Regions from separate parts of the Danio rerio genome. Here regions 2, 3, 4 and 5 are each linked to region 1. The links are chromatin contacts, called in public HiCAR-type and HiChIP or PLAC-seq maps. All regions are on one chromosome and are shown on one strand. Each heading gives the region's core, a stretch centred on a gene start, on an enhancer-like site or on the middle of the called end of the contact. The rest is flanking DNA. Distances are from core to core; before and after follow the strand shown.

Region 1 (6,039 bases), core at 1,552-4,051:
AACCAAATATTAACGTCTAATAGTGTTACTTCTTGACGTTGTGTGGACGTTACCACTATGACGTCTATCAGAGGTTGGATTTCGGTTGCAAAACCTGATGTATAAATGTCAGTATTTGACATTAATATGACGTTGGTTAAGGATGTTGGCTCAACGTTTTAAATTTGGTCACTTTCAAACACAACCTAAAATCAAGCAAGTATCAATGTCACTTGATGTTGTTATTGGACATCAAAATAACGTTGTTCTTTACACACATGCACAAATTACATGTAAATGTATCAGCTTTTTACAGCATGATACTCACTAATCACTACTCTTGAGTACTTTTAAAATGGCTACTTTTTTCTACTGCTATTTGGCAACTCAAACTTTTTTTAGTTATTTTTTGTATGATTTTCCTGTGGGCGCCACGGTGGCGCAGTGAATAGCACAATCGCCTCACAGCAAGAAGGTCGCTGGTTCGTGCCTCGGCTGGGTCAGTTGGCATTTCTGTGTGGAGTTTGCATGCTCTCTCTGTAATTGTGTGGGTTTCCTCCAGGTGCTCTGGTTTCCTCCACAGTCCGAAGACATGTGCTATATGAATTGAGTAAGCTAAAAATTGTCCATAGAGTATGTGTGTGAATGAGTGTTTATGGATGTTTCCCAGTGATTAGTTGCAGCTGGAAGGGCATCCGCTGCGTAAAACATGTGCTGGATAAGTTGGCGGTTTATTCTGCTGTCTCCGACCCCAGATTAATAAAGGGGCTTAGCCGAAAAGGAAATGAATGAATGAATAATTTCTAGTACTCTTTCAACCACTGGTTACGTTTGACTTTACATTGTCTTTACTTTGACTTTCCTCAAAGGCATTATTCCACAATTACAAGATCAGCTATACTGAGATACAGTGATTTTCATGTCTGGATTTTGCTGCGATATCCAAAGCTACTCAGAGTAGCATCCAAAACATAACATGTGCACATTGTTTTATTACCAAAGTATTTGACAAAAACATAATTCAGTTAATCTTTATTTCTATTGCGCTTTCACAATGTAGATTGTGTCAAAGCAGCTTAACATAGACGTTCTAGTAAATTGAAACTGTGTCAGTCCAGTTTTCAGAGTTAAAGTTCAATTCAGTTCAGCATAAGTGTAAATGTAAGGGCCACAGTGCATGTCTAAGGTTAACATATCTCCTTAGAGGATCCTTAACAAATGTAAACAAAGTATAGATCTGCCAAAGCCAATAACGAACGTTAACGAACGTGTTATTGTTCCCGTGCTTAGAGGAGTGTGTATTCAGTATGTGAGTGTGGTTCAGGCTTACCCGTCCCACACGCGGTCAGTCCCCGACAGATGGAAGGTTCTGTGTCCAAGACGCGCCCAAGGAGAGGAGGAGGGGTTTGGGGCTGCTGTGGATTAGATTGGTCTAATAAAAGAGTTGGATCATTGAAAGGCAGATTAGGGGCCTGTGGAGGAGGCTGTTTTTCAAACAAACATGCTTGGGATTTGAAATAGATCGACAATATGTGTAGCATTACACAAACATGAGGCAAAACAGCAAATCAAATTCCAAGCAAACAACTTATGTGACTGGCAATGAGGAAGAGAGATGTGTACAGTCACAGTAAATTGGTCTTCAGTAGCTACATGTCATGCATCTTTGAATAAGCATCTGTTTGCTACCTCCAAGTGCACTCACACCCATGCGTACATTGCTGTAATAAAGATGACCCATCGAGCTCGGAATCAGAGAAGTCGTGTAACTGTATCCTGAGTGTGCACTGGAAAGCTGATCCCCCTCTCAGGCCACTACCACTGGTGCTGGGGGAGGGCTCTGGTTACCCAGCTTTGTGTCAAAGCGCCATCAGCAAAGAGTTAGAGACTGGGGAGAAGGACAAAGGCAGGAGCACTATACAACGGGTGGATTACTGGGACTCTGTAAAGGGTCTCTAGTGTAAGAATACATCCAATATATATCGAGACAGGAGAAAATAACCATAAAAAGAAACATAAGAGGATAGAACAACAGGTGAAAGGAAAGTCGAAAAGGTGTCAAAGTACACTCAAAAGGCTGCACTGTACTTCAAGGAACATTAATATGGCACATGCTGACCTGGCATCTTAGTGGGTACCTTGTGATCTCGGAGTAAAACAAGGTGTCTGTTTAAGGGATACACAAGTTCTGAGGATGTGACTGAAGTAAACTTAGAAGAGGACGAGGAGGAGACAAACTAATCAGATGTCATACTGAAGGACTGAGATGAGTAAGGCTTCAAGAAGAAGTACAACAGTGTGACTCAGTCTTGAGCAGCATCTCTTTAAGAGATCAGTAATCCCACAATCCCCAAGGCAGCCACTGGAGAGGACAAGAGACAGAAAAACGCAGGTAAATTGAGAAGGAAAGGGAATGAGGCAGAGAAAGCGGGTGAAAGAGGCACAGAGGAAAACTAACCATTGGGATCAGGGTGACGTCAGCGGCTCTCTGGATTGAGGTGTTGAGTCCTCCTGATTATAATCTGATCTGATTAGGAAACACAGGGAAAAAATCTCCAGAGCCTCTGCAAACTCTCCAGGGAGCAAGACGTTGTTTTTACTGAGCGGAAAGGCCAAGGACCAGGAACAAAACTAAAAGAGGAACGTAGATGCAGTTAAGGCCCATTTCTGAAAAGAAACACTAAGGAGTCTAGTGAAGTAGACTTTAATTTACTTGTCCAATTAATCAAGTGGCATAGAGGAACAAGCTTTGCAAGTCTGCTGGCTGTTCAGCTTTTTCTCTGGACTTCAACACTCTCTGGCTTGTGGGTTGTAAGCCAGGATGCCCTCCAATGGCAGCAAAGCCCTTAAGCTTCAATTCGGGCTTATTAATCATGAGAATCGCTACCTAACGGCGGAGGCCTTCGGCTTCAAGGTGAACGCTTCAGCTCCAAGCCTCAAGAAGAAGCAGATCTGGACTCTAGAGCAAGACGATCAGGATGGTCAGGTGGTTTACCTTCGTAGTCACCTAGGGCGCTATCTGGCCTCTGACAAAGATGGCAAGGTAAGCTGTGAGGCTGAGACTAAAGAGAATGACTGCCGCTTTTTGATTGTGGCACAGTCAGATGGCCGCTGGGCCCTGCAGTCTGAGCCATATTTGCGCTTTTTCGGAGGTTCAGAAGACTACTTGTCGTGCTTTGCTCAGACCATCGGTGAGGCAGAACTATGGGCCATGCATCTAGCCCTACACCCACAAGCTAATCTGCTTAGTGTGGCCCGCAAACGATATGCCCACTTGGCATCGCCAGAGGGAGAGATTGCTGTAGACTGCAACATCCCATGGGGTGTTGATGCACTTCTAACTCTTGTGTACATGGACGGCAAATATTGTCTTAAGACCAGTGACAGCCGCTTCCTTAGCAATGATGGGAAACTGTCCTCTGAAAATGGACGTGGCACAGGCTACACCTTGGAACTGAAATCAGGCAAATTGGCCTTCAAGGACTGTGAGGGGAAGTACTTGACCCCCATGGGGCCCACTGGAACTCTGCGCTCTGGACGATGCTCCAAACCTGGCAAAGATGAGCTGTTTGATCTTGAGGAAAGCCATCCGCAAGTGGTGTTTCAGGCCGCCAACAACAGATTTGTCTCCATTCGACAGGGTAAGTTGTGCTGGTGTACCACGTGCTTCTGATATCCTCACTTTTCTGCTGTAAAATGTGGGGGATGCAATCTTTATAAAAGCACTGAAGTATATTTCTCCCAAAAATGAAAAATTACTCACCCTCATGTTATTATTTGTCTTTATGATGAAACTTTTCGGGTTCTGCAGCTGTGTATGTGCATATTGACTTTCATTGTGTGGAAAAGAAGAAACTGAAGAAGCAAGTCATTAGGGAATGACTAAATATAGTGAATGCTTAATAATGGGGAACTTTTAAGGGCACTATTCCTCTAAGAAGATTCAGCTATTAATAGATTTGTTCCTATCTCCTGAGGTATCTTGTGTAACAGATGTGTGTCCTCATTACAACTATTAAGTACCTCTAATACCTATTGGGCAACCAGATATAAAAATCTGTATTATTGAGTGCAAGCACGTACATGCCAGTTTTAAAGTAGAAATTCAGTGAAAGTGTAAGGAATAATATGATAAACAACTTGACTTTGGTAGTCTGAGCATGCATTTGCACTGTTGTGCCATCAATCTTACTCCCCATTAGAGTTTTAGATGCAAGCATACCAATGCATGAAAATAATGTGCATGCAAAATTGCAGCTGCATGGCAAACTATGCACACATAGTCAAATCTATGGAAACTAGCATGGGGAGCAGGTGAACACTAAGTCACGCCCATGAGCATGACCTCACTGAAATAATATACGGCAGCTGTCTTTTCAGCTGAGTAGGCCAAAATTAATCTGCCAGACATAGACGATTTTTATTCGCTGGCTTGGTGCTCTTCTAACAAACAAGCTGCATAATTGTAGTTTCCTGTCTTGACTGAGCAACTAAGTTCTGTAATGTAAATCTTGCATGCTGTAACATTATCCATTATCTCCAGCACGGAGCTCTTGGTAAGCATTTTGAGCCACCTGCAATAGATAAATTACTGGAGAAACTGAATGGCTTTGAATATCCACCATAGGAAGCTGGGTCAGTAACAGATCCAGTCCCCTTCAGTACATTCATCCATCTCTCTCTCTCTCTCTCTCTCTCTCTCGGCCTTACACTTGTTCCCATTCCCACAGATGCACACATGCTTGCACACATATTTCCAAAGTGATACACTTTTAGGCAATGCTTTTATGTAACAAAACAGAAAGAAGATGCTCTGATATAAAGTATGCACATGTGCGCACGCATGCACACACTAGTGGCGAGGTGTGATAAATAATTGAGTGGACAGGGGCATTTCAATGATGGTGGAGTCTGCTTTCAGAAACACAAGCCTTCCGCCGCATTTCTTTATCTGGGGACTATGCAATGCACTGGGCCACAATGGGGACGCAAATCAGAGAGTCCTTTGGGAGCAGTTGTGTTCTGGCCTGACAGGCAAAAAAAAACCAATAGGGGGAAAAGAGACAATAGAGTGTGAAAGTATACAGCAGAAAAGAAAACAAGACAGACAGAAGGAAGAAAGATCAGGCAAAAAATCACAATGAAAAGAGGCATAATGCATTATGGGTGTGGACATTTGGACGTTATGACTTTTTGGTCATTGTCACTGTTACAAGATGATAAATCAAAGACTTTTACCGGGAGTTCCCTGAGGAGGACATGGTGTCGTATTGTGAGTTTAGTTTACCCATGGGATCGAGCCATTAAACACAGTGAAAAGTGAGTTTGTGGTAGAAAAGCATGTGTGCCAGGAACCAATCGAATGCACATGATTTAATTTTAGCAGTTAAACAGCTGAAAGACAGCTATTACAAATCCTCAGCTAAACTGTAGCAGCCGAAGCCATAGACGAAAGCTTTGGATTGTAATCAAATTTAAGGCGTGAGAAGTTTGAGTTCGTCACACATTATGACTCTTATTGAGCCCTATATGGTGTTTGTCTCTTTCTTCAAATGGTCGTATCAACATATTGGCAAAAAACGAAACCTAGACATTTCATTATGGGTGAAAAAAGACAGGGAAAATGACAGAGGCCAGATGGAACATTTGTTCTTAATGAACGAGAAGCATCTCTCCCCATCTATTGCACATTCATTCTGTGCAAAAAGCAATTAGGTAAAGTGATTCTGCTAATGGATGAAGCAGTTCATTTCTTTTAGAGAGACTCCACATGATGAAGGGAACTAGAGATGACTTCAGACAGGACTGCCAATCAGCTCTGCAGGTCTGACGTTCATTAAGCCCCGGGCCTCTCGCCCTGGGATGCAACACAAACTCACAGATGATCTTTTTAATCAATAATGACTAGTGTCAGTTTTTTTCCCCCCTCGGAAATATCTCTATTATTGGCTGAGATATGACGTTTTATTGGTTTGCTTTTGGTTGTGGTGTATTTTTTCGTGGTAGCATGTTGTGTTGCACACATACTTGAGTCGGAAAGATGGCATGCACTCAGACGGG
Region 2 (6,039 bases), core at 2,700-5,199, 440 kb before region 1:
GTCCATCATTCGATCATTTGCAATCTCTCCTCATGGTAGGTAATACACACCCCACAACAGAAGATGCCCTTTTTTTATAAGCTTATTTAATTTGTTTTTCTCCTTTTCCAACAGCTCCCCTCCCCAGGACGTTACAGCAAACAAAATCACAGAGGACACCACAGAATCATAAGTCTTTAACAGTGTCTGACACACCAAAGGACCTCAGTCATCTTAATAAATGAATGCAACTCTGACCCTCCTTATACACCTGAATTGTATTTTCCAACCAATCAGGCACACACAGGTACCTACGATAAAACAATCTCAATTGCTGACTGTATAATCACTGGCACCGCTTGTTGTGGATGTCTGCTAAAATTAACAATCATTTCTTTGGTCCTATTAGTATTTAAGACAATTTGTTTCACACCAGTCAGCAAACTGCTGTTTCATTTCTATGTACAATGAAACCAAGTGATCTACAGGGCACATAATGTTGCTGACCACACTGTTTTTGTGACCGCTGACTTTTATTGGACTGTATATACAAAGATTATTTGTCCAAACAACAAATAATAATAATAATCAAAAAAGTTGAAGGCTCTGAAACAATATAAATGTGTGGAAACATTAAGAAGATAATCTGTGGGTAAATTGTGATATAATTGCATAATAACGGAAAGTTCACAAAATAAATTACAATTTTCACACCATTTACTTGCACTTAAGTGATTCTAAACTTTCGTTTTTCTGTTTAATGAAAAACAAGATATTCTAAAGAATGTTGGAAAACAGCAACCACTGCCATACATAGGAACAAAATATACTATAGAAGTCAATGGCTGCTGCTTCAAAATACCTTCTTTTGTGTTCAACAGAGGAAAGAAACTCGGCTTTGGAACAAGTAGAAAACGAGTATATGATGAAAGAATTTTCATTTTTCGGTCAACTGTCCCTTTAAACACATACTTACATGACCTGACAAAAGAACCACAAAAAAAACCACATTTGATAAATCAGTTTGGATTTTATTATATTAATATACAGCCTCCGGTTAATTTGTAATCATTGTAAATGTGGAACTCTCGAACATTTTTTAACAGCATCTCAATATTAGTGCATTAACCCATCACACAACAATACAACCCTATCACGATTGTTCAGAATCAGATGATGTTACTGCTTTATTAATATGAAAAAAGAATGTTTTAATTAACGTATGTAGTTTCAGAACTTTTAACCATTTTATTATTATTTGTTGTGTACCAATTCTTTTTTTTTTTTGTACAATGAAACCCAGTGATCCACAGGACACATATAATGTTGCTGACCACACTGTTTTTGTTAGCACTGACTTTTATTGTATATACAAAACATATTTTTTGTCCAAACAACAAATAATAATAATAATCATCAAAAAAGTTGAAAGTTCTGAAACAACACAAATGTGTGAAAACATTGAGATAATTTGTGGGTAAATTGGGATATAATCATACAATAATGGAAAGTTCATCAATGACAAAATTCACACCATTTACTCACGCTTAGATGATCCTAATTTTTTATGATTACGTTCTTTCTTGTGTTGATTGAAAAACAAGACATTCTCAAGAATGTTGGAAAATAGCAGCCCTTGACATCCATAGGAACAAACCATACAGACAGGGGCGGACTTAGTGATTTGGGGGCCCTAAGCGATTTCAGGTATGGGGCCCTAGCACTGATACTCAAAACATTCTTTCTCTATAGACATATTTTTCTCTGTAGATTAGCATTTTTATGCAAATAAACTGCATGTAAAAATGTATTTAAATAAATATATAATTTTAAAAGTATATAAAAATAATGTACATCTAAAGGAGCCTTTGTTTTCTTAATGTAAAATTAAATGCAATAAATTCACAATTAAAGTTCACAAACTATGTACATTTCATGAACCATTTTTGTGATTAGATGAATATAAACATAAAAAAAAATTTCATTCACAATCAATCAATTTAATCTTGTCACAATCTTTAATATATATATCAATAATTGCTGTTTGTAAATCGGGAGCCGCTACTGTCCACTGGGAAATGTTAGTTTTTTTTAACAGCCCCTTGATCTCTTAAAAAGCTCATCGTGCTCATCATCTGACAGGTGTTTTGGCCAGAAAGCAGAATCGCTGGCGGAGCTGTGTTTCATTGTTTGTCTTATGTCTAAATCTTTTTCCAAATGTTCTCAAAATTCTAACTCTTGCTCACTCTGCTTACCTCTACCTCAGCTCTACTCTGACCACTGGCAGTGTCTTGAACTGCTCACACCTCGTGCATGTGCAGTACGGAAGGAATGTTCCATTATCCATGGAAGCCCCTGGTTATGAAAAGAATAATGTTAAAATCTTAAGAGGTACGGACAGATTTTACAACATATGATTGAAAATTTACATAAGAGCTATATGATTATTATTATAGGCCTCTTGGCATTTGTCGGGGCACCCTAATGTTCTGGGGCCCTAAGCAGTTGCTTACCTTGCTTATTGGTTAAGTTCACCCTTGACTACAAAAGTCAATGGCTGCTGTTTTCTAACATTTTTCAAAATATCTTCTTTTGTGTTCAGCAGAGGAAAGAAACAAGTAGAGAATGAGTGAATAATGACAGATTTTCATTTTAGGTGAACTGTCCCTTTAAATGCATACTGACATGACCAGACAAGAAAACAACAAATAAACAAATGTGATCAAATCAGTATTTGGATTTATTATATTAATATACAGCCTCTGGTTAATTTATGATCATTGTAAATGAGGACCTCCTAAACATTCTTTGTTTACAGCATCTCAATATTAGTGCATTAACCCATCGCACGACAACACAATCCCATCATGACTGCTCAGCTGCCGTTCCCACAAAATCCCAACTACATATTCTCTCAGATTCAGGAATGACAGTCCAGTTGGGTGATGGTGTCCCAGCAGCGAGCCAATTAAAATCATCCACCTCTGTCCAGTTATTCCTATCAGGACTCAGTCCGGCTACTTTGAAATGATCAAGAATGCCTGGATAGGTCCATGTGAATGGGGCAAAGCTGACCCCTTGACAGTCCTCTATAATAGCCCGGCTGGTCACATGCAGATATACCCGAGTGGCAGTGGTGTTATGGGTGCGCAGCTGCTGACAAGGGAACACTAAAGTGCTGTCAGTGCACTGGTCCACAAACACAGAGCTGGACACCGGCCCACACATGATCTCACAGCTGCGGATGTTTTTGATGTGCAAGGTGCTCGGACAGCCATAAAGTCTGACTTTACAGTGGGTCAGGTGAGACAGCAAAACATCTCGCTGCTGGATCTCCTCAGCTTGCCTGACTAGGACTTGATTGTCAACATTGGAGAAGCCGCATTGATCTGCAGCATCCACCACTACAGTGCCAACTGAACCTGGCGCAGGCTTGTCTGCTGTTTGTTGCTGAATGGGTGTAGGCTGCTGCTGCTTACTCGTGTTTCTGGATCTAAAAGCGAACTTCTTTTTAGGCAGAATCTCCTCTCTTTTGTCAGTAATGGAGCTTTGGAGTTTCTGCAGGGATTCCTGTGCTTGTCGTATTTCATATTGGGTTAGAAACCTCACACTGTCATTGAGGAACTTCTGGAGCTGTTGAAACTTCACAGTTGCCTCCTCCAGTGTTTTTGCGGCTTTTTCGCGGTCGTTACAGCTGGATATCATCTCCTCGAGTTGTGTTTTCTCGGCGTTGAAAGTGGATGTAAAGAAGTCACTCTTTTCTTCCGTTACGGTCTGGCTTTGCTTGACGTCTCTCCGGCGCTCCGCCTCTTCCAGCCTCGCTTGATCTCTTCGCAAGACGCTTTCGGGAACTTTGACAGCTGTGTTTGTTTCTCCATCATCCTGCGCCACATTCATTTCAACTCCCAACGCAGCCATGATGATTCTCAAAGCGGGCGTGGTAAACGCACGCTGGTCATGTGATGATTCGTCTGAGTGTGCTTATCGATGATTGGATTAGGAATCAGTTCTGTTAGTAACGGAGACTCCTACTGGCGCTTTAAATACATCATTCATGGTTTTGCTTATTCGTTTAATAAATATATGTATTTGAGATGTACAGTTGAAGTCATAATTATTAGCCCCCCTTTGAATTTCTTTTTTAAATATTTCCCAAATGATGTTTAACGGAGCAAGGAAATTTCCACAGTATGTCTGATAATATTTTTTCTTCTGGAGAAAGACTTTTAGTTTTTATTTGTTTTATTTCGGCTAGAATAAAAGCAGATTTTAATTTTAAAAAATTTAAAGCCATTTTAAGGTCAATATTAGTCCCTTTAAGCTATATATTTTTTCGATAGTCTACAGAACAAACCATGGTTACACAATAACTTGCCTAATTACCCTAATCTGCCAAGCTATCCTAATTAACCTAGTTAAGCCTTTAAATGCCACTTAAAGCTGTATAGAAGTGTCTTGAAAAATATCTATTCAAATATTATTTACTGTAAAAATAAATCAGCTATTAGAAATGAGTTATTAAAACTATTATGTTTAGAAATGTGTTGATAAAATCTGCTCTCTAATAAACAGAAATTGGGCAAAAAATAAACAGGAGGGCTGATATTTCTAACTTCAACTGTATATTCGTAGTATATTCATATAAATACAAGCCTTTGTTATTAGAAAATAAAAATATTTTAAGATTAGTGCATATTTTTTTTACAGTGTCGTGTATGAATAGAACTGATGTTTAAAAATAAATAAATAAATAAATAAATAAATAAATAAATATATATATATATATATATATATATATATATATATATATATATATATATATATATATATATATATATATATATATATATATATATATATATATATATATATATATATATAACCCAAGCCAACATGGGGAGAACATGCAAGCTTCACACAGAAATGCCAACTAACCCAGCTGGGACTCAAACCAGCAACCTTCTTGCTTTGAGGCAACAGTGCTAACCACTGTGTCGCCTGGTTAGGATTTATTATTATTATTTCTATCTTGAAATCCATTACCAGTAAAATTCTGTATTTTTGGTATATGGTCATTGTGAGTATTATAAGGACATGAAAAAATACAATATAGCACAATTTTTATACATTTTTGTTGTCCATGTCACTGTCTTTTAATTAAGGCCCAATCCGAATTCTGTTTTTATACCCCTACCCCTTCCCCTTGGCCCTTACAACCGAGGGTTAAGGAAAAGGGCTTCAAAATTTACCCCTAAGAATTGGGACAGCACTACTAGTGCACCTGCACACGTCATCATATGTCATCGCAATCTCATGCTTCATAAGAGATCAGACAATTGCGACTGCTATGGTTATTACAGTTGCGTTATTTTTTGGTATTTATCTTCAGGAAATCACTGAAGGCATATTTTATGTTATCATAACGATCTAATATGGCAATAAGATCGTAACTAGTGGCCATATTCATTTATGTAAACAAACAAAAACAACATTATCATTATAGCAGACACTGTAAACAGCTCATTCCCAGCCACTAGACATTTCTGACCGGGTATTCCAGTGTCATCAAGTCTCAGAATATTGTGGGACTGCTGTACAGGATGATTAGGGATTAAAGATAGCAAAATTTTGTGTTTTTTTTTTTAAGCATGACGGTAAAACATGAACGCGGTTATGAATGTATTAAAACACGTCTTTGTTTGTTGTAAAAAATTGTTATGACAAAAAAATAGTAATTTGCGTATCTCGCTACTTCTGGGTTCAGCTATACTGCCGTTGTGGCTGGTGTATTCTGGGAAATTTTCTTACCTTGGTTTCGAGTGTGGTCCTGTAAAATCTTCAAAGGGCTATTCACTCCTTCCCCTTAGCCCTACGCCTTCAAGCCAAAGAGAATTGGGACACCCCTACCCTTTAGCGTGCACACGCAAAACGAGGGGTAGGGGTAAGGGGAAGGGCTAAAGAGTAGAATTGGGATTGGGCCTAAGTGCTATAGTTTAGGTACTGATCAAATTAGTTTTTGTATTTTAAATTAGTCTTTAGTCACTTAAAGGGCAACTATGA
Region 3 (6,039 bases), core at 1,556-4,055, 370 kb before region 1:
AGTATGTATGTGTGTGATGAGAGTATTGGTGTTTCCCAGTGATGGGTTGCAGCTGGAAAGGCATCCACTGCATAAAACTTGTGCTGGATAAGTTGCCAGTTCCTTCCACTGTGGCGACCTCTGAATAATAAAGGTACTAAGCAAATAAAAAAAAAAATTGAATGAATGAATGAATGAATAGGGTGAAGACACACTATAATATATTCAATATGCACTTATCTGTTTATTTAGAACAACAGACCATTTTGAGGGATGTAAACGATACCAAGGGTCCACATATTTCCTGTTTTACGTTTTTACTTCCCACAGCTTCCAATAATTAAAGTTCTGCATATTGATAAATAATGTTATGATAGCTGTTTTAACATTAAGTTATGACTGAATTGCCTTTTGTTACAGATATGAAATAGTTTGACAGCAAGCAAGAAATGTTTGTGGGCTGATGACATGCCCACATTGAAATGGTCTATATATTCATAGGGATACACTGATATGGAAGTTTTGCCAAATATCGATAACTACAGTAATCAACGTTTGAAGTGAATCAAAACCTATCATCAAAGTTGTCCTAAAACTATTTAACAACACTCTTGCCTTAAGACAATTTTGAATTACATTTTTAATCCACTTTAATTGTTGACTACTGTATTTATATCTGAAAGACGATAACTGAAGACAGGAAAATAGATAAAAATATCGATATACATTTTAAGTCTGATTATAAAAACAAAATGCAAACAAATGAAGTGGAGAACCAATCTCTGTGGCAGGAGATCGTGTTGCTGTGGTTCTACCCTTCGACCACCACCCGTTCCACAATGCACCCGCCCCTTACGGCTCCCCCTGCAAGTGCTGGGCCTGGAGGACGATGGTCCTACGTCGCTCCTTCGGGGAAAGCCCGGTCGGGCTCGTATACAATGTTGTTCTGTTGGCTTCATCGAACATAGACCTTCAGCATGCACTGGGGTGGTTTGCTTGCCAGTGTGACACGGCTGAGATGAGAATCAGCACCTCCAAGTCCAAGGCCATGGTGCTCCACCGGAAAAAGGTGGTTTACCATATCCATGTTGGTGGTAAGTCCTTACCCCAAGTGGAGGAGTTCAAGTTTCTGGGGTTTTGTTCACGAGTGAGGGAAGGATAGAAGGTGAGATTGACGGGCGGATTGGTGCAGCGGCAGCAGTAATGCAGTTGATGTATCAAGTCTGTTGTGGTAACGAAGAGGCTGAGCCGAAAGGCAAAGCTCTCGATTTACTGGTCAAACTATGTTCCTACTCTCACCTATGGTCATGAGGTTTGGGTCATGACTGAAAGGTAAAGATCTCAGATGCAAACGGCCAAAACGAGTTTCCTTAGCAGGGTGGCTCTTAGAGATAGGGTGAGGAGCTCTGTCACCCGAAAGGAGCTTAGAGTAGAGCCACTGCTCCTCCACATCGAGAGAGGTCAGCTGAGGTGGCTCGGGCATCTGTTTCGGATGCCTCCTGCATGCCTATCTAGGGAGGTGTTCTAGGCATGTCCCACAGGGAGGAGGCCTAGAAGAAGACCCAGGACATGCTGGAGGGACTATATCTCCTGGCTGGCCTGGAAACACCTCAGGATCACCTGAGGATCCCCTCAGAGGAGCAGGAGGAATGTCAGAATAGAAAGAAGTCTGAGGTTCTCTCCTAAGACTGCTGCCCCCGCTACCCGGCCCCAGAAAAATGAATGAAAATGAGATGAGAAATGGGGATGGACAAGTTATTTTATTTTAAAACTGTAACTGCAGAAAACGCCCAGCAGTACACACCAGAAGAAATAATAAACCCTAATTCATCTACTGATTATATATTTTTTTATAAAGCTATTAATAACAATATCAGTAAAAATGAGCATTTATCAACCAATACTAATTATTACTATTAATTATAAATACGAATTACTTTCTGAATCCTCTTACATTTTCAGTACAGTCAGTACCCATACCATAAATGTTCTATGGCAATACTGAGGTTACTTTAATGTAACGTAGAGTATTAATATGACACTAATGTAACAAACAGTTTTAGTATTACCCTGGTTTTACCACAGACCATTTGCACTTGTGTCATTACTATGGTACATGTCAAAAATACCATAGTAGTAAGTACCACAACACTGTCCAAAACACCATGGCATATTTGATTGTACATTTCCAGCGTCTACAAACATAAATATCAATCATTTGTACATGTAAACAGTGTAGTGACCACATATATCGCCAGATATTGAATAAACAACGTAAGGAATGACGTTTGGCGATAGCGACAGCTGAAATGACGTTATTTTGCCCGGTGTCGCGGATACGTACTTTTTGTAGGAAGACCAACCGTTCCAGTATTGAAACCATGATGGAGCAGTCTGTGTTTTTTCGCCTGGCTGTGTACCATTTCTCAGAGGGCGGATGACCGTGCAGGTCCTGCCTGCGAGAATCTCCGCACAAACCACAGGAAACCTCAGTTTAGCTCAGACACTCTCGTTTGACACAGCGAGGTCAGAGTTGTGAGTCGACTCTTTTAGTTGAATCAGTTCGACTAGGTTGCTTATTTAAAATGAGCTGTTCAATGGAACCGATTCACTGACATGAACCGTAGATACTAAAATGCACGTGACTAAACGCGGACGTGAAACTGGGGTGGATTTCGTGAACATCCTGAAAAAGTCTTTGAAGTCTGCGTCCTTGCTATTGGCTGCTCACCATACGTAGAAAACTATGACCAATCATAAACCAGCGACATGTTTTCTGGTTCAGAAGTAGCGCTGTGATTGACCAGATTCTCCTCAGTGGGAGGGTTTACACGCGCTGTCTCAGAGGTCACCAGCATGGCGCTGTCCATGTTCAATATACACTCTGCTTACATCTCCATGACTTTTGTGAATAACTGACTGACACAGTGATTTAAAATGATTTAATCCTAGCAAAATTCGATTCTGCTGGTCCATAAAAGGATTATTTATTTCTTGAACTATGTCGGGTTCAAATGTTTGGACTCGCAGCAGAGCGAGAATGAGACTCTTCCCAGAGCTGATGGCTCAGTGCTCAGGAGAGGTACATTTACATTTATTTATTTATATATATATATATATATATATATATATATATATATATATATATATATATATATATATATTTATTTATTTATTTATTTATGCACATGTACACTGTAAATACACACAAACACACAATTTGACAACTTCCCTGTGTGTTTGAATTAAAAAAAAATGGCCTGCACAATACACGTTTTAAGTTAAGAAATCGATAATTGGTGGAATAATGATCATTATTTTCAATCACACCAAATAACTTAATTTCTTATTTGACCAATTGTAATTTTCTGAAAACAAATTCTCTAAATAACAGTTGTTGTTTTAATATATAACCAATGTTATCAAACCTTTACTGAATAAAACAAATAATAACATTTCACTCAAACCCACACCTAATAAACAAATCCTGAAAAATAAAATATTATATTAAACTAAATTATGTTAATAGGCCACTGCTTATGGGAAATGTGTAGCCGCCACAACCACTGGCAAACAGGAGCTGACCAGAAACATGTGCGTCAAAGAATTTGAAGCACTGAAAAGCTGTTTTCAATCTGCTGTGAGTGATTTCCTTTCTTACATTTTCTTCTTTTGTATTACTATCGAGCAAGATAATAACTGTGTTTCATTCATGACATGGCTAATCATAAACTATATATATATATATATATATATATATATATATATATATATATATATATATATATATATATATATATATATATATTAGTGGTGTATTGGATCCCAAATCTAAGGATTCGGATCACATCGTTTTTTAGTCATGGATTGGACCATTTTTTCTGATCAGCCAAGAAGGGGAGACAAATGTAATTTGCTTCCCATTTATTACAAAAACAGCACTGCAAGACACTTTTGGTTTTAACAAACAAAACTCAGAACCTATAATTTTATTAAAAATATAATGAAGAAATAATCAGCTGAATAAAAATAAATTGTAAAATATTCAGTACTGTGAACAATTCAGTTTCTACTACTGTTGCTGATGACTCTAAAAGTATAAATCTAACATTATAATTCGGACAATCCATATTTATTTTTAGTCTAATTTTCGAATAATGATTCAGTTATTCACTTGTAAATCTTCATGTTTCATTGCTGGATGCATCATTTTTGAAGAATTACTGAGTGGCATATTATTGATGCCTGGTTGTCGCCACCTATTGATTTAAATAATGTAATTGCTGCCTACAACTTTCATTTTTGAGCGTCATTAATGATGGTGATTTTAATCTCTACCATAAACATCAGTGATTTTATCCAAACTTTAAACTGTTATTCCAGTACTTCGGTGTTATTTTACTGTTTGAAACTAACTCAAAGACTAAATACTCAATCTCTTTCTTGATTTTCGCGTTTTCAGATTTGAATGCAGCTATTCGAATGAATATATGCAAATCACCATTATTTATAATAAATATTGCGTGGGTGTTAAGATCCCGATCTTTCAATGATTAATCGTGCAGCTTACACTGAATGCATCGATGCAGGCTAAACATGAAGTGACAGAAAACACTTTTAATAAACTGAAAAACCCACCACATCCCGAATAACCCACCACAACTTAGTCCATCTTCGTTATATTTTACAGAAAAGCCTAAATGCTTTCATACATGTGATTTGAATGACGTGAGACGCTAGATCTCTCTGTGATAATTTAAAATTTTGGATTAATCTACCAGTAAAAAACACATTAATCCATGGATCATGTGTGTTCCGAACCGTGTGTTGTGATCCTTATGAATCACGGATTAACTGTGATCTGTTACACCCCTAATATTTAAATATGACATGTTTAGGATGATGCTGTTTTTTAAACGTGTTTTGATATGTTATTTTGATTATACAAGTTATTTGAATCAATAAAGTTGCTCTACTGCCATTTTAGATGCTATGTATTTATATATATCATAAACTTAATCTGATACAGATGTCAAAATGGGACAATAACTAATTGTTTCTCATTTTTTGCAGGCGAAAAAAGCAGTAAAGTGAAGAATATTATGTTGGAGATTATTATAATTTCCCAGTGAACCATTTCTCTGTTAATATGCATGACTGTACTGTACAATAATGTCTCAAAACAATAACTCCATTGTGTACAAATCTATAATAAAGTCTCTTTTTTATATATAAAATCTCTAATAATAATGTTTTTTCTTCAGACATAGAACATAACATACAGAGGCAGTTTGGCCTGAATTATTTCACCGTCTGCATCCATTACCCTCCCCTTTCCACAAATCAATATACCAGAATGAGGATAAAAGAGCCTGACTAATGATAAGCAGACATTCGCTGTTGTTCAGAGTGTGTAATTGATGAGGGAGAAATGAGATATGAGGTGCTACATGATGGGTGGTCATTATGACGCTCTTGACCGTCACACGATTCCACCTTCAAATCTGGACTCGCTCCTAAAATCCAAAATGGCGGTTTTAGGGGGTTTGTTTCCAATCAAACAAAAGCCGGCCGAAACATGAAAGGCCGACTGATTAATGTGTATCCGTGGGGTGTACGTCAATGGCACCACAAAAGATTATGGGCTCCTAGTCGTCTCGTATGGAATGTAAAGCCGTGCCACTGTTAAATACACCCTTCCTGCGCAACCTGAACCCTCATTAGCCACATGTTAATTGATAGAAGGGCCATAAAAGCAGCAACTAATGACTGGGGATCAACAAACAATTCAAGCAGCCAATTAGAGGGACGGATCGGGTATTAAAAAACTGTTGCCAGAAAAGCAGTGACCTGTATATCAAGAAGAAAATGCTTTAGCTTAGTCATGATCTTTGTTTGTGGCCTTCCGTCATATGGGCTTCATTCACACGTTTTCAGCGCTCTACAAGGTGTTAATTGAAAGAGAATGGTCTTGTGGAAATGGTTGCGTTTGGGCCAAATTGGCAATAAAATCTAAGGGTTTGGGGGAACTTGTCTTGACGTTGAAAAGGGTTATATGTG
Region 4 (6,039 bases), core at 2,059-4,558, 350 kb before region 1:
TATTTTTTTTTTTTTTTTAAACTATTTCTCAGTAATCATAGATAATGAATTTGGGTGCATTTAAAGAAAACATTTATATTTATTAAAATAAGACTCTACCTCATTTTTAATAGAAAGAAAATATTATGTTAGATTATTATGATATTATGTTAGATTAGTTCCAGTTTTGGGTTTATTTATATATATATATATTTATATTATTTATATATATATATATATATATATATATATATATATATATATATATATATATATATATATATATATACATATACATATATATATATATATATATATATATATATATATATATATATATATATATATATATATATATATATATATATAAATAAAATAAATATATATATAAATAAACCCAAAACTGGAACTAATCTAACATAATATCTTAATAATCTAACATAATATATATATATATATATATATATATATATATATATATATATATATATATATATATATATATATATAAATATTTATTTATATATATATATATATATATATATATAATATTTATATATATATATATATATATATATATATATATATATATATATATATATATATATATATATATATATGAGCAATATCACACGAGTAGTGCGATATGGCTGTATATCGGCACTGGTGGGAGGCGTGCGTTGGCACGAGGCCGCAGGCCAATTTATACAACAGTTTGACAGCATAATTGTGTATATAAAAACTTAATCAAACATGGAGAGTCTCAAAAACCCTTTTTGGAACTACTTTCCTCCGCATTGGATTCAAATCATAAGCTGACAGTTGAGCGTGCATCTTTTAAACTTTAGATCTGTAGTGTCTGCTTGTTGCTGGCTGTATGTGGGTGGAGTAATACACAAAGGGTAAAGAGGCTGTACGGGTGCTGATATTACTGAAATATCACGGCTATCAGCCAATCAGATTCGAGAACCAGACAGATCTGTTGTATAAATACACACACACACACACACACACACACACACACTATTTACACACACACACACACACACACACACACACACACACACACACACACACACTAATATCTTATTGTACATTGTTTAAAATATATTATTTAATTAAAAAAGGGAGATTTGTGTGGGGTGTACTCATATATGCTATGCACAAAACGTTACTCTTAAACTTACAGCCATATTAATTTCAATCTAAATAATGGTAAGAGGCCTAAAACTTGAGTGCAGTAGAGTTGTCTTTGAAAAAAAACATCAGAAGTGTCACACAAATACCAGTAGAGGGCAGCAGAGCATGAGAGACCGCCAGGATATGAGCCGAACTTTAGAGGAGATTTCTAATAAGAGAAAGAGATGGATGCAGAGTGCTTTCCATATAACCTTGCCACTCGTCCTGTGCAAAACAGCCTTTGAATATTTACAACGTCCACACCTTCCTTTAACCTGAGCCTGTATAGTGAACTACCATAACAGATAATCTACTGCACGACAGCATTATGCATACGCAGAAAGGAGTTACACATTGCAAATGAGAAAGAACAGCAGTCTTGATAAACATGATCTATGAGAGCGAGAGCAAGAGAAGAAAAGAAAGTGCACACAGTAAAAAGGGGTGGGCAAAAAAGGTGGTCACTGAAATTAAATCAGTACTGGGTTTTGAGATTGTTCGTAGCTTCGGTACTATATGTATTTAGGAAGGTTTTAACCTCCAATCGTGAAAATAACTGTAAGAATGATAAATAACCTGTATGTAACCTGTCTACTCAGTTCTAAGAGATATGTTATAAGAAATAAAAATAAAATTTACAAAACAGAGGGTGATATATTTCTCTGCAATAAAAACTTAAATAAAAAAAAAATAAATTAAAAGGGGGTAAGCTGCATGTCGCTACAGTCCAATTTATATATATTTTTATTCTTATATTATATTTATAGGATGCTATACAATAAGATGTGTGTGTATATATACATATTAAGTCAGAATTATTAGCCTCCCTGAATTATTAGACAGCTTGTTTATTTTTTCCCCAATTTCTGTTTATTGGAGAAAAGATTTTTTTCACACCACAGTCCTTATGTTTTAATAAAAGTAAGATAAATGGGATTGCCTTTGCAACGCTTTTGGCTAGAAGGTTAATATTGCTCGAAGGAAAAATTTCCTCCAACCTTTAAGCCAGTGGTGCCCCAAACTTTTAAGTATAAAGGGCCAAAAACCTAATATCATGAGCCATGGGCCGAAGGTAAATATACCAAACTATATTACATTAAAGTTGCCATGGGTAATCTCCTAATTTATTTAATAATATTTTAAAAGAAAAAAGAAAATAAACATTACTAATCAAATTAACTAATGCAGTGTAACTTTTTAAATGATAACCCATTGCAATACATACATAACAGTGGAGTTTAATGCTGAATACACTAGTCAAGCAGAATCTGCCTTTGTCCTAATTTGCTCACAAAAGTCTCTGCACTGTCCTCTATCCATCAGGTGTGTACAGTTAAACTAAATCTGATTAATTTACAATTTTTAATTGAAACATTTTATTTAAAATAATTAGCCTTTAAAAATAAAACAAACAAATAAACAAATAAAAGATTACATTAAGTTTGAAAAGACAAACTTTTCTGAGATGGGATGGTGGGCAATTGAAAGGTTATACTCATGCCTTAGTTTGGGCATCTCTGCTTTAAGCAATGGCTCATTGAACTTCTACACCATCTGACCTTATAAAAGTTCTGATGTACAGTAAGAGGTTGTACTGATATGTTTTTTCTCACTTGGCTACCTGTTTTAGACCACATAAAGAAGATGGACCCATCAGTTATTTTAGAATAGTAGAAACTTTCCTTGTTTTTTTTTTTTTCCTTTTCAATCCTTTTATAAAAGAGTAAAATATGTTTTACTTAATATTTTCAGTTATTTGTATTTTATGTTAATATTATTCATATATTTTTATAGAGCCTAAATTTATATGTGTGCCATGGGCGTTGTTTGTTTGTTGTGTAAAAAAAAAAAAGCTATTTGTATGCATGTTTCATAAATAACATGTTCAATAAAAACACTTTTAAGATAAAAAAAAAGTTTTACCGTTTAATAGAAATTGGGGACAAAAAAAATACAGGGGGGTTCAAATTAAACTGTATATAAAAAAATAAATAAATAAGAAGTGGGAGGGCTACAAATCCCTACAATCTTTAAAAGCAAGGTATGCATCTGCGATATTCTACATCTGCAAACGCACACCTCCACATGCCCGCGGGCCCCATGTTCCAGTCACTCGCGCACCGAGCCCCGCGTCTGCACACATCTGCCCTCACCAGCACGCCGTAAACAGGAAACAGGTGTGGAAGTGGGTGTCCGTTCGGTGATAAATGCCACTGTCAGTCAGCAGGAGGGAGTGAGAGGGAGAGGAAGGAGGAGTGGCAGAACACAAAACTAGAGGTAATGGTGGATGAAGTTGGTGGGACATTGGTCTTTTACGAGCCTCAATCCTGTATCGGCCTGTGTTGGAGGGAACGCTGACGTTTCTGCATCTGCCCCAGATTTTGGACTCCCATCTCCCTCCCCCTGACCGGAGCCATAACGGGAAAACGCCACCGGCCGTGTCACTGCTGCTCTGGGACAGCGACCGCTCAGGTTTGAAGGGCGTCATTCAGGTCACAGATTCAAAGAGACGCCTGCCACCGGAGCTCATGCTTTCATTATAACTAGCTTTTCTTTCTTTTTTTAATAAACTTTATTTATTTAACGAGTGAATCGCGTTTGTTGTATACAAACGTGCCATTTCTGCTTTTCTTTTTTCTTGAATCACTTTTATGAACATAAATGAACATTTAACCCCCCATATAACATATGAATGAGTGAACAGGCAAAAATCAATTGAAAAAAATGCACCTCTTTAATGATTATATTGACCATATAAAGTATCGCTCTACTGACATTTAATTTTTATCTTTTTTTGCTTAATTTATCCTTTTCTCTTTTCTAATCTTGATTTGTATATATTAATTACTACTATTATTATTTATCTTTTCACTCACTTTGCAAAGTGTCTAGATGTATTTATATATACTAATTTTTATGATTGTTTCTCTTTTCATTTATGCATTTATTTATATTATCATTGTCGTTATTATTAATATTATTACTATTATTGTTATTATTGTAGTTGTTGTTGTTACCATGTCTCTACAATAGGGTTGGGTAACGTTTGGGGTTATTTCGATACTAGTGCTAAATCAATACTTTTAAACGGTACCTGTGACAAAACAGTGTCTGAATCGATACTTTTGAGCTACAAAATTATGGTGTAAGTCTCTTTTATTTTTTTAACATCATTTATTCAACCAAAAAAAAAAAAAAGTAATCTTTTTAATTGAACAATATAATAAAAATTTAAAGTATACAGTTAAAGTCAGAATTATTAGCCCCCTCACCCTCTCCTTTGATTTTTTTTCTATTTCAAATATTTCTCTAATTATGTTTAACAGAGCAAAGACATGTATGTCTGATAATGTTTTCTTCAGTTTTTAATTAAAAAAAAACATTTTAAGGTCAAAATTGCTGGCCCCTTAAAGCTATATTTTTCGACTGCCTACAGAACAAACCATCATTATACAATGACTTGCCTAATTACCCTAACTTGCCTGGTTAACCTAATTAACCTAGTTAAGCCTTTAAATGTCACTTTAAGCTGTATAGAAGTGTCTTGAAAAATATCTAGTCAAATATTATTTACTGTCATCATGGCAAAGATAAAATAAATCAGTTATTAGAAATGAGTTATTAAAACTATTATGTTTGGAAATGTGTTTAAAAAAATCTTCTCTTCGTTAATAAGAAAGTGGGGAAAAATAAACAGGGGGCTAATAATTCTGAGTTCAACTGTACATCAATTCATAATTTATATAGTTATATAAGATTATTATATTATTTATATAAGATTTGTATTATGCAAATAACATTACATTATCTTACTACTAACCTGGTAAAAGGCTTTCAGCAAAATCAGGGAACACCTTTTTTCTAGGGTTGAGGGTTTACATGGACATCAGTAATCAAATTATTTGCTTCAATCTGAATAAGACAATAATATGATAAGATGTTTACATGATAAGATGTTTACATGAGCTGCTTTTTGAATGTTCTATTCATGATCCCGTTTTACATGTTAGAATACACTGATTAACGTCATTGCGTCAATGTGCTATCCACGTTTCCTCCGGAGTTTCATGTATTTTTGGGTGTTTCATTATTAATTTTTCAACTTTACCTGCAGTTCGGCAGTTTCTCTTTTTATTTAGGAACATATTGTTCATGCCCCATGACAAACTGAGGTATTGGATGAGAATATGAAGTAAGGACTGGTGGAAGAGTGTTGTTTTAATGGAGTTTGATACCGCACGCCGAACGGAAAGAAAAAACCTCTACATTTCCAGACGCAGGTGTCTGTGGCGTTTTAAGGTAATCAAAAACCACTGTTTACATGTTTACGCTGTAGACTCTTAAGCAGAGTATTGTCTTAATCATATTAAAATCGGAGAATTGGTGTCCTTGTAAACGTACTTTGTGAAAGTGCCAGATGATGTTGCAAGCTGTCGAAGACATTCCTTACATTCCTCTGCTTTTAAGTTGATTCCATGAGCCTTCAAATGTTTCATAAGATTGACGTGCATCCCCTTACACGCAATTTTTGTAAAGCATCTGCTTCACGTAGTTTGTAAAAACCTTGCTTGTAAAATATAGCCATACTTTAGAATTCTTAGTTTAAGCAAATTTGCAGAACGCAATCATGTGTCTTGATGAATATGAAGGGAGTCGCTCATCGAATGCGCTGTACTGCGCGCGCTACCAATGTGCATGCATTCCCTAATCAACAAGAACAATCGCCTAACATCAGTATCCGTATCCCTCAAAGGTGTTTAAAACTAAATGTTTAGAGATGGTGTGACACAACACGTACCTATGTGTGCCTTTGAAGCTCCCCTTAATGCTTTTTACATCCTTCTCGCAGCACCAAGGGTACTGAAATTAGGCACTGAAATT
Region 5 (6,039 bases), core at 1,026-3,525, 310 kb before region 1:
TGTAGAATTTGTAAAGAATATAAAGAATACAAAGAATTATATTATTAAGGAAAAAGTCTGCAATGTGAATTGATTACAAACAATTGAGGTAAAGCTGGTTTTATATTTACACATTGGGACTTTCACGTTCAATAAAATACTAAAGCAGAAATTTAAAAAGGCTAATACAGACTAAATATCATGATTACGTACTTAGGGATGCAACGATTAACCGATTTCACTATTAACCGTGATTTAATTCATCAAGGTTAATTAATCGTAAAGGCTTCTCAACACCACGGCACTGAACAAATTTGCTGCAACTAAACAAAGTTATGCCAACTGTGCGCTAGTTTAAGGTTCTGAGCTTGTACACAGAGGTTAACACACACAAGGTTTAACTATAGCTGAAGCTAGTAACTAAGGGTTGTTCACATTTAGCATCTTTTGTACGCGCAAATTCGCTTTCAATGGAAGCGCACGGCTTGTGCTCGCATATTGGGACCAAAATACAAAAATACAAAATAATAATACCAAACATTTTTGTAATATGGTTGATCTAAAGTGCCTTTCAGACAGACATCCAGCAGTCTTTGACTACATTTGTTCTCTTTAAAAGGGAAATACTTCATTTACATGAGAAAATACTTATAATAGGTTTACATTAGAAATACTGTTCATTTATTTATTTATTTATTATTTGTTTATTTATTCACTTATTATTTATTTGCTTTATTATTTATTTGTTTGTTTATTTTTTATTTGTTTATTTCTTGATTATTTATTTGTTCATTTATTTATTTTTTTAATTTATTTTCAGTTTCAAATGATTACTTGTTTAAATATCAGAAACTTTTTTCACTTATTTTTAAGTAAAAAGTGAAATAGACTATTGTTTGTTCATTATTATTATTATTTTGTGTTATACAGTATAATTACTAAGCAACAATAATTAACACTTGAAAATATAAGTTTTCATGTGATTTTAGAAACTAGTAGTTTTAAAATCAAGGAATGCATAATAACCGTGAAACCGTGATTATTTCTTAAACTATAATCGTACAACCAAAAAATATAATCGTTGCATCCCTAGACATACTGTTATGAGCCCAACACATTAAATACTGTCACCAAAAAGCTGATAAACACAGTTATCTCTATGGAAGGTCTCTATATAGTTTACCACATCAGTTTGAATATTCAGTCTCACTTAAAAATGTATATTGAGGTAAAGTTGGCAGATGTTCGAACAAATTCGAACATTTGTTCAGTGACAAATTATGACATGCTCGCTATATCGTTTACTATGCTACTTTTAATAATGGGTCTGAAATCCTATAAAAGTATGACTTCAAAACAACATCACTATTTAAATGATTGTGAACAATGTTGTACTATGATAGTTATTGGCTGATAATATGATATCACAATTCAAGATACTTTTCTGAAACTAGTCTGAATGTGCAAAAATAAAGCCAACTTTACACCAGTAAAATGACTTCAAATCAACTTTAGCACTATTTAATTAACTGTGAACAATGTTTGACAGTCATTTGCTGCTAATATGATTTCCCTATTTGGAATTTGCAAACAATACTTTTCTGAAATTAAATTAAGAAGGTGAAATTCTGAATGTGTGAATATAAAATCAACTTTGCCTCAATATTACTGTACACATACTGTAATCAAATGTGTTTTACGTTTTCCAGCCACGTGGAAACAGTTGTGCTGTCAAGGGCACTTGAGTATTTTTCCCACTGATTTAAAATATTGACTGATCATTTGTGTGAGGATATCTCTAAATTAGAAATGGTAGAATGTGTTTGCATGCAGAAGACATATGAAACCTGCCGTGTTTACTTTTTATCTTGAAACGATGACATTATTTGACAGCATACATGACACGTTGAACATCACCAACTTCCTACACAACAGAACAACTAATGATCACATACTGGTACTTAATTTACAAATATGATGTGCTCTTTAATCTAACAATACATAATTCTCATAACTAAACATGAGTTGTTCGTAACGTTTCTCATTTTAAGACTGAGCATGTTGTTAAAAAGTTTGTTTACATACCACGTCCACACTTTTTCCATCAGTCATTAATTTCTTCGTGACCATCGGTTCATGAATGATTTTAAGCGATTGTTTATAAACATCCGGTTATCGTTATGCTGTCTCTATAGAGCTCCAGAAGATCCAACTAATATATAGAAACAATTTTTCTGAAATGTGCAAAAATTTCCTTGTTCCCCAATCTGTAACCAGGAAGTGCGCGTAGAGCTCTGCCAGTGTTGCGCTTCAAACGTCCCCAGTGTGCCCTACTGCCTCTGGCCGCCAGGAGTGGAATTACAGCCCCACAGCACATCACGCTTAGTCAAGTTCACTTTCATTTGACAAATACAGCTGAAATTGAAAGTTGACGGTTTGTTCGTTTTGTTTTGAAAGTAACCAACACCTGCAATATCTTTTGAGCCCCATGATGCATTACTTTGACACACGGCACAGGATTTATGCATGCAGAGATCATATCAATGGCTCCGTCTGTCAACAGACCAAACACGGTGTTGTTTCATTTGGACAGAGATTTGAGCAGGAAAGGGAAACAGGAACAAGGGATGTTGATCTGCAACAGGAGCCCTGCGGAATCAGTGCAACAGAGGCTTCTGTTCTGGTACTGGTGTGTTTGGAGGAGAGGTTGGACCGGCTTGCCCCAGCCAGGCATGTGCTCTCCTGGGACGGGATTTTAACGTGTTGTTTTAGGGGGGGGCTGGTTTTAGCTAGGAGACAGGAAAAGTCTGGCTATTGTGTACCACTGGCCTTCAACCTAACTGACAAGTCAGCCCATTGGCCGGAGGGTCTTGTCACTCCACACCTAATCCCTGAAGATTGGAATTAGGCCCGAGAAGCAGAAGGGGCGACTGTGGGCAGATTGCTGGGCAGATTTGGTGGCAGGGGGGGAGAGAGATTCTGTAGCCAGGAAGAAATTAGACACAGGCACCCGATTGAACCGCTGACCTCCAGGGGAAACCCCTGGTCAGCGCGAGGTCACAGGAGCACAAAGCAGGGCGATGAACTGCGAGAGGTCAAGCATGCATGCGTCTGAAAGAGAGCCTTTGTGAGCTCAGGCATGCACAAAATTTCCCATCAGCCACCAAAGTCACAGGCTCCTCAGGAAGCCAAGGAAGGGGGATGAAACCTGGCGATGAGGAGTGTGTGTGTGTGTGTGTGTGTGTGTGTGTGTGTGTGTGTGTGTGTGTGTGTGTGTGTGTGTGTGTGTGTGTGTGTGTTTGAGTGTGTGACCTCAGAAAGGACACACACAGACTGCGGCGGTAATCACATTTAATTACACATCAACCAGCCTTGTGAATGAGGTTTTTAATGCAGGCTCTCCCTACACACAAAAAGACTGACATGTGCAGCTAAACATTGCCTACCTTTGTCCTCCTAAAATCTATTAAAGCCCTCTCTATTAACCATCAGCATTGCTAAAGGCTGCAGATAATGGCCATTATGCTGATAATTGTGAATAAAAGGAACAAAAGATGTTTTTTGTGCAATGAGAATGGTATGCCTCAATCAAGCGTTCAACCAAAGGTCGGACCTATTTATAATGGGAGACTGGTAGAAACTAAAGGCTGAATTCAATAAAAGAAACGAATACCTGATTCGGTGCCAATAAACTGTCAGCGCTGCTAATCAATGGTTTACTAAGTATTCTAAACAGCGCTGTTGGTGTTTGTTCATTCCAGTGTCACTTGTTTTCATATGATCCACTAAATCAAATCATTAGTTTATAGGATGATCATGAGTTTCAAATCTTGTCCATTTTATTTGATGGGGGTGTGTTTTAAGTACAACTGGCTCATTGATGGAGATAAAAAACATTAGTTTGTTTAGACGAGAAATACTCGTAATTCAACTTAAAATGTCTAAAGTCCAGTCGCTGCTTTCATTATTTATGCATCAAAAATTCATTTAAACTTATTTAAGAATTTTTTAGCCTAGTTGAATCTTGTGTAACCTAAATAAGTTAAAATTGGTTAAATTTATGGTTGACACGGTGGCACAGTGGGTATCACGATCATCTCACAACAAGAAGGTTGCTGTTTCAAGCCCTGGCTGGGCCAGTTGGCATTACTTTGAGGAGTTTGCATGTTCTCCCCATGTTCGTGTGGGTTTCCTCCAGGTGCTCCGGTTTCCCCCACAGTCCAAAGACATGTGCTTTTGGTGAATTGAATTACTAAATTGGCCATAGTGTATGTGTGTGAATGCAAGAGTGTATGGGTGTTTCCCTGTGTTGGGTTGTGGCTGGAAGCGTATCAGCTGCGTAAAACATATGCTGGATAGGTTATCTGTTCATTTCACTGTGGTGACCCCTGATTAATATAGGAACTAAGCTGAAAAGAAAATGAATGAATGGTGAAGTTAATTTGTTTTTGAAAAACATATGGTTTTAAATAAATTTACATTTTAATCTGCATTTTAAAAACAGAAATACCTGTAAGACATTTTAATTGTCATCCAAAAAAGCAACATTTTAAAAGGTAAATGTAATTGAAATTGATTATTGGCAGGGTGCAAATTACAGGGGGGTTTGGGGGGATTGATCCCTCCTGAAGGAGGTCAAAACTTTGCTAAGCTAACTCTGTAAAATCCAATGTCTCCCTTTCCATTGAACTTTGAGGGTATTACATTCAGAGTTTATGTTAACACAGGTACATTGCACATCAACTAAAGATTAAAATATGATATTATAGTGGACCCTTTAAATAACTTTTGTAAAGTATATATTTAAATATGAATCCATAAATTTTCTGCTAATGCCATATTTAGGATTAAGGATAAGAAGAAATCACTGATATCTAAAATGATAGGGCATTTGTGAGATGGCAGAATATTAGCTGATGCTTGAAAATAGTGTTCATTGTTTCATGGAGATTTGGTAAATAAGCAGAACGCAGGCTCAGACACATCGACGGGTCACTGTGTGGGGCTCAGTATAAACCTTGCTGGGAATTTCTTCCCGCAGTAACACATGCACAGGCATAGCACAGCTCCTTGGCATGTGCATTTGGACAGTAAAAGTGTCAGAACGACATTTACACCATTAGAACGACTAAATCTTTCTACGTTACAGATACTGCTATTACAGCTATGGGCGAAGCTCTCACACACACTCAAACGCACAAGATGGCAATTGTAAAGGGGAAAAACTGTGCATTCAGTATTTACTCGGCCTGACAGCTATAATTTTGGTTTTCACACAGCTTAAAGATAGGGGGTAATTAAAGTGAGAATGTTTTCCTTTCAGATTAGTTGTCCTGTCCATTTATCAGTTGTCCGACCACATGTGTACAGACGCTGGATGCCTGTGAAGCACTCACTAAAAGTCAGTCTTTCAGAAAGAGCGCCAAATTGTCTTGGCCCATTAAAAGCTGCTCTCCACCCAAACATGGCAAGCGTCTCGGCCTGACAGGCGGCTATTTTACAGGCCTGAAAAATTCCTTTGCCTCTTTCCTTCCGTCTTTTGCTGTACCCATCGCTCCCCTCCCCGTGACTGCCAACTACAGTAGCGTCTGTTAGTACATCTCAATCAGGTCTTCATGTTGAATTGGGCTTAACTAACCCCACACAAACACCCATGAAATAGCAGAGAAAAAACTTGTCATAAATCTTTACACAGGGGGGGAAAAAACCTCAGACTCATAAAAAAGGAGGGTGACAAGAGTTGCGCTGATGGGCTGATCTATGTAGCCTCTACTCTCAAAGTTACGCACAGCCATCCGCATGCAAACTCGCCATATATCAGCCACAGGGGATGGAGGGCCCGGTCAATGGCGGGGCCTGTTACATGCAACCAGCACAGAAAGGGCCCCTCTGTCAGCTCCCGTCGAGTTCCTCCAATTAAAATCCTTTTCTGAGACATGGTTATGTGTAAATGCCGACACTTGACTGATTTTTTGATATACTACAGTCTTGGTAAGGGGGTCCGTGCGGAAAAAGAAGGCACCTCATTCCTGTGTGGCAGAGGGGAGTGATTGGTGCAGT

What was found. HiCAR-type assays count read pairs that join an accessible place to other places. HiChIP or PLAC-seq counts read pairs in DNA pulled down with a chosen protein or histone mark.
Region 2: an H3K4me3 HiChIP or PLAC-seq map of embryo shows a contact between it and region 1, with 6 times the contacts expected there. The contact joins the promoter of tbcc here to the promoter of fscn2b in region 1. A contact is called at or near these places in 1 of 18 Hi-C or Micro-C datasets (embryo) and 1 of 4 datasets of contacts at active chromatin or transcription factors (embryo).
Region 3: a HiCAR-type map of caudal fin shows a contact between it and region 1, with 6 times the contacts expected there. The contact joins the promoter of ndufaf8 here to the promoter of fscn2b in region 1. A contact is called at or near these places in 7 of 18 Hi-C or Micro-C datasets (embryo, fibroblasts, hematopoietic stem cells and 2 more) and 2 of 4 datasets of contacts at active chromatin or transcription factors (caudal fin and gastrula embryo).
Region 4: a HiCAR-type map of caudal fin shows a contact between it and region 1, with 11 times the contacts expected there. The contact joins the enhancer-like site here to the promoter of fscn2b in region 1. A contact is called at or near these places in 8 of 18 Hi-C or Micro-C datasets (caudal fin, embryo, fibroblasts and 2 more) and 2 of 4 datasets of contacts at active chromatin or transcription factors (caudal fin and gastrula embryo).
Region 5: a HiCAR-type map of caudal fin shows a contact between it and region 1, with 9 times the contacts expected there. The contact joins the promoter of slc38a10 here to the promoter of fscn2b in region 1. A contact is called at or near these places in 1 of 18 Hi-C or Micro-C datasets (caudal fin) and 2 of 4 datasets of contacts at active chromatin or transcription factors (caudal fin and embryo).

The regions. Positions count from the first base shown.
Region 1 is chr12:36,363,125-36,369,163 of GRCz12tu, reverse strand. It overlaps fscn2b (fascin actin-bundling protein 2b, retinal), which reads left to right and starts at 2,801. Exons shown (of 5, transcript NM_200770.2): 1 at 2,801-3,620. The coding sequence starts at 2,801. LOC103911938 (a long non-coding RNA gene) reads right to left here. Exons shown (of 3, transcript XR_012388111.1): 2 at 6,007-6,039.
Region 2 is chr12:36,799,599-36,805,637 of GRCz12tu, reverse strand. It overlaps tbcc (tubulin folding cofactor C), which reads right to left and starts at 3,949. Exons shown (of 1, transcript NM_001256248.1): 1 at 2,698-3,949. The coding sequence starts at 3,897. The coding sequence ends at 2,845.
Region 3 is chr12:36,733,195-36,739,233 of GRCz12tu, reverse strand. ndufaf8 (NADH:ubiquinone oxidoreductase complex assembly factor 8) reads left to right here and starts at 2,805. Exons shown (of 3, transcript NM_001303010.1): 1 at 2,805-3,061; 2 at 3,509-3,619; 3 at 5,053-5,216. The coding sequence starts at 2,981. The coding sequence ends at 5,073. tepsin (TEPSIN adaptor related protein complex 4 accessory protein) reads right to left here and starts at 2,468. Exons shown (of 13, transcript XM_001919649.7): 1 at 2,324-2,468. The coding sequence starts at 2,362.
Region 4 is chr12:36,712,175-36,718,213 of GRCz12tu, reverse strand. The region is part of intron 14 of slc38a10 (solute carrier family 38 member 10); the gene reads right to left. Among named protein-coding and RNA genes, the nearest start is that of ndufaf8, 21 kb to the left of the region's middle. Within about 2 kb of position 3,308, at least 6 of the 62 cell types and tissues checked have an H3K27ac peak or open chromatin away from gene starts, as enhancers often do.
Region 5 is chr12:36,668,645-36,674,683 of GRCz12tu, reverse strand. It overlaps slc38a10 (solute carrier family 38 member 10), which reads right to left and starts at 2,275. Exons shown (of 19, transcript XM_073918678.1): 1 at 2,065-2,275; 2 at 1,840-1,903.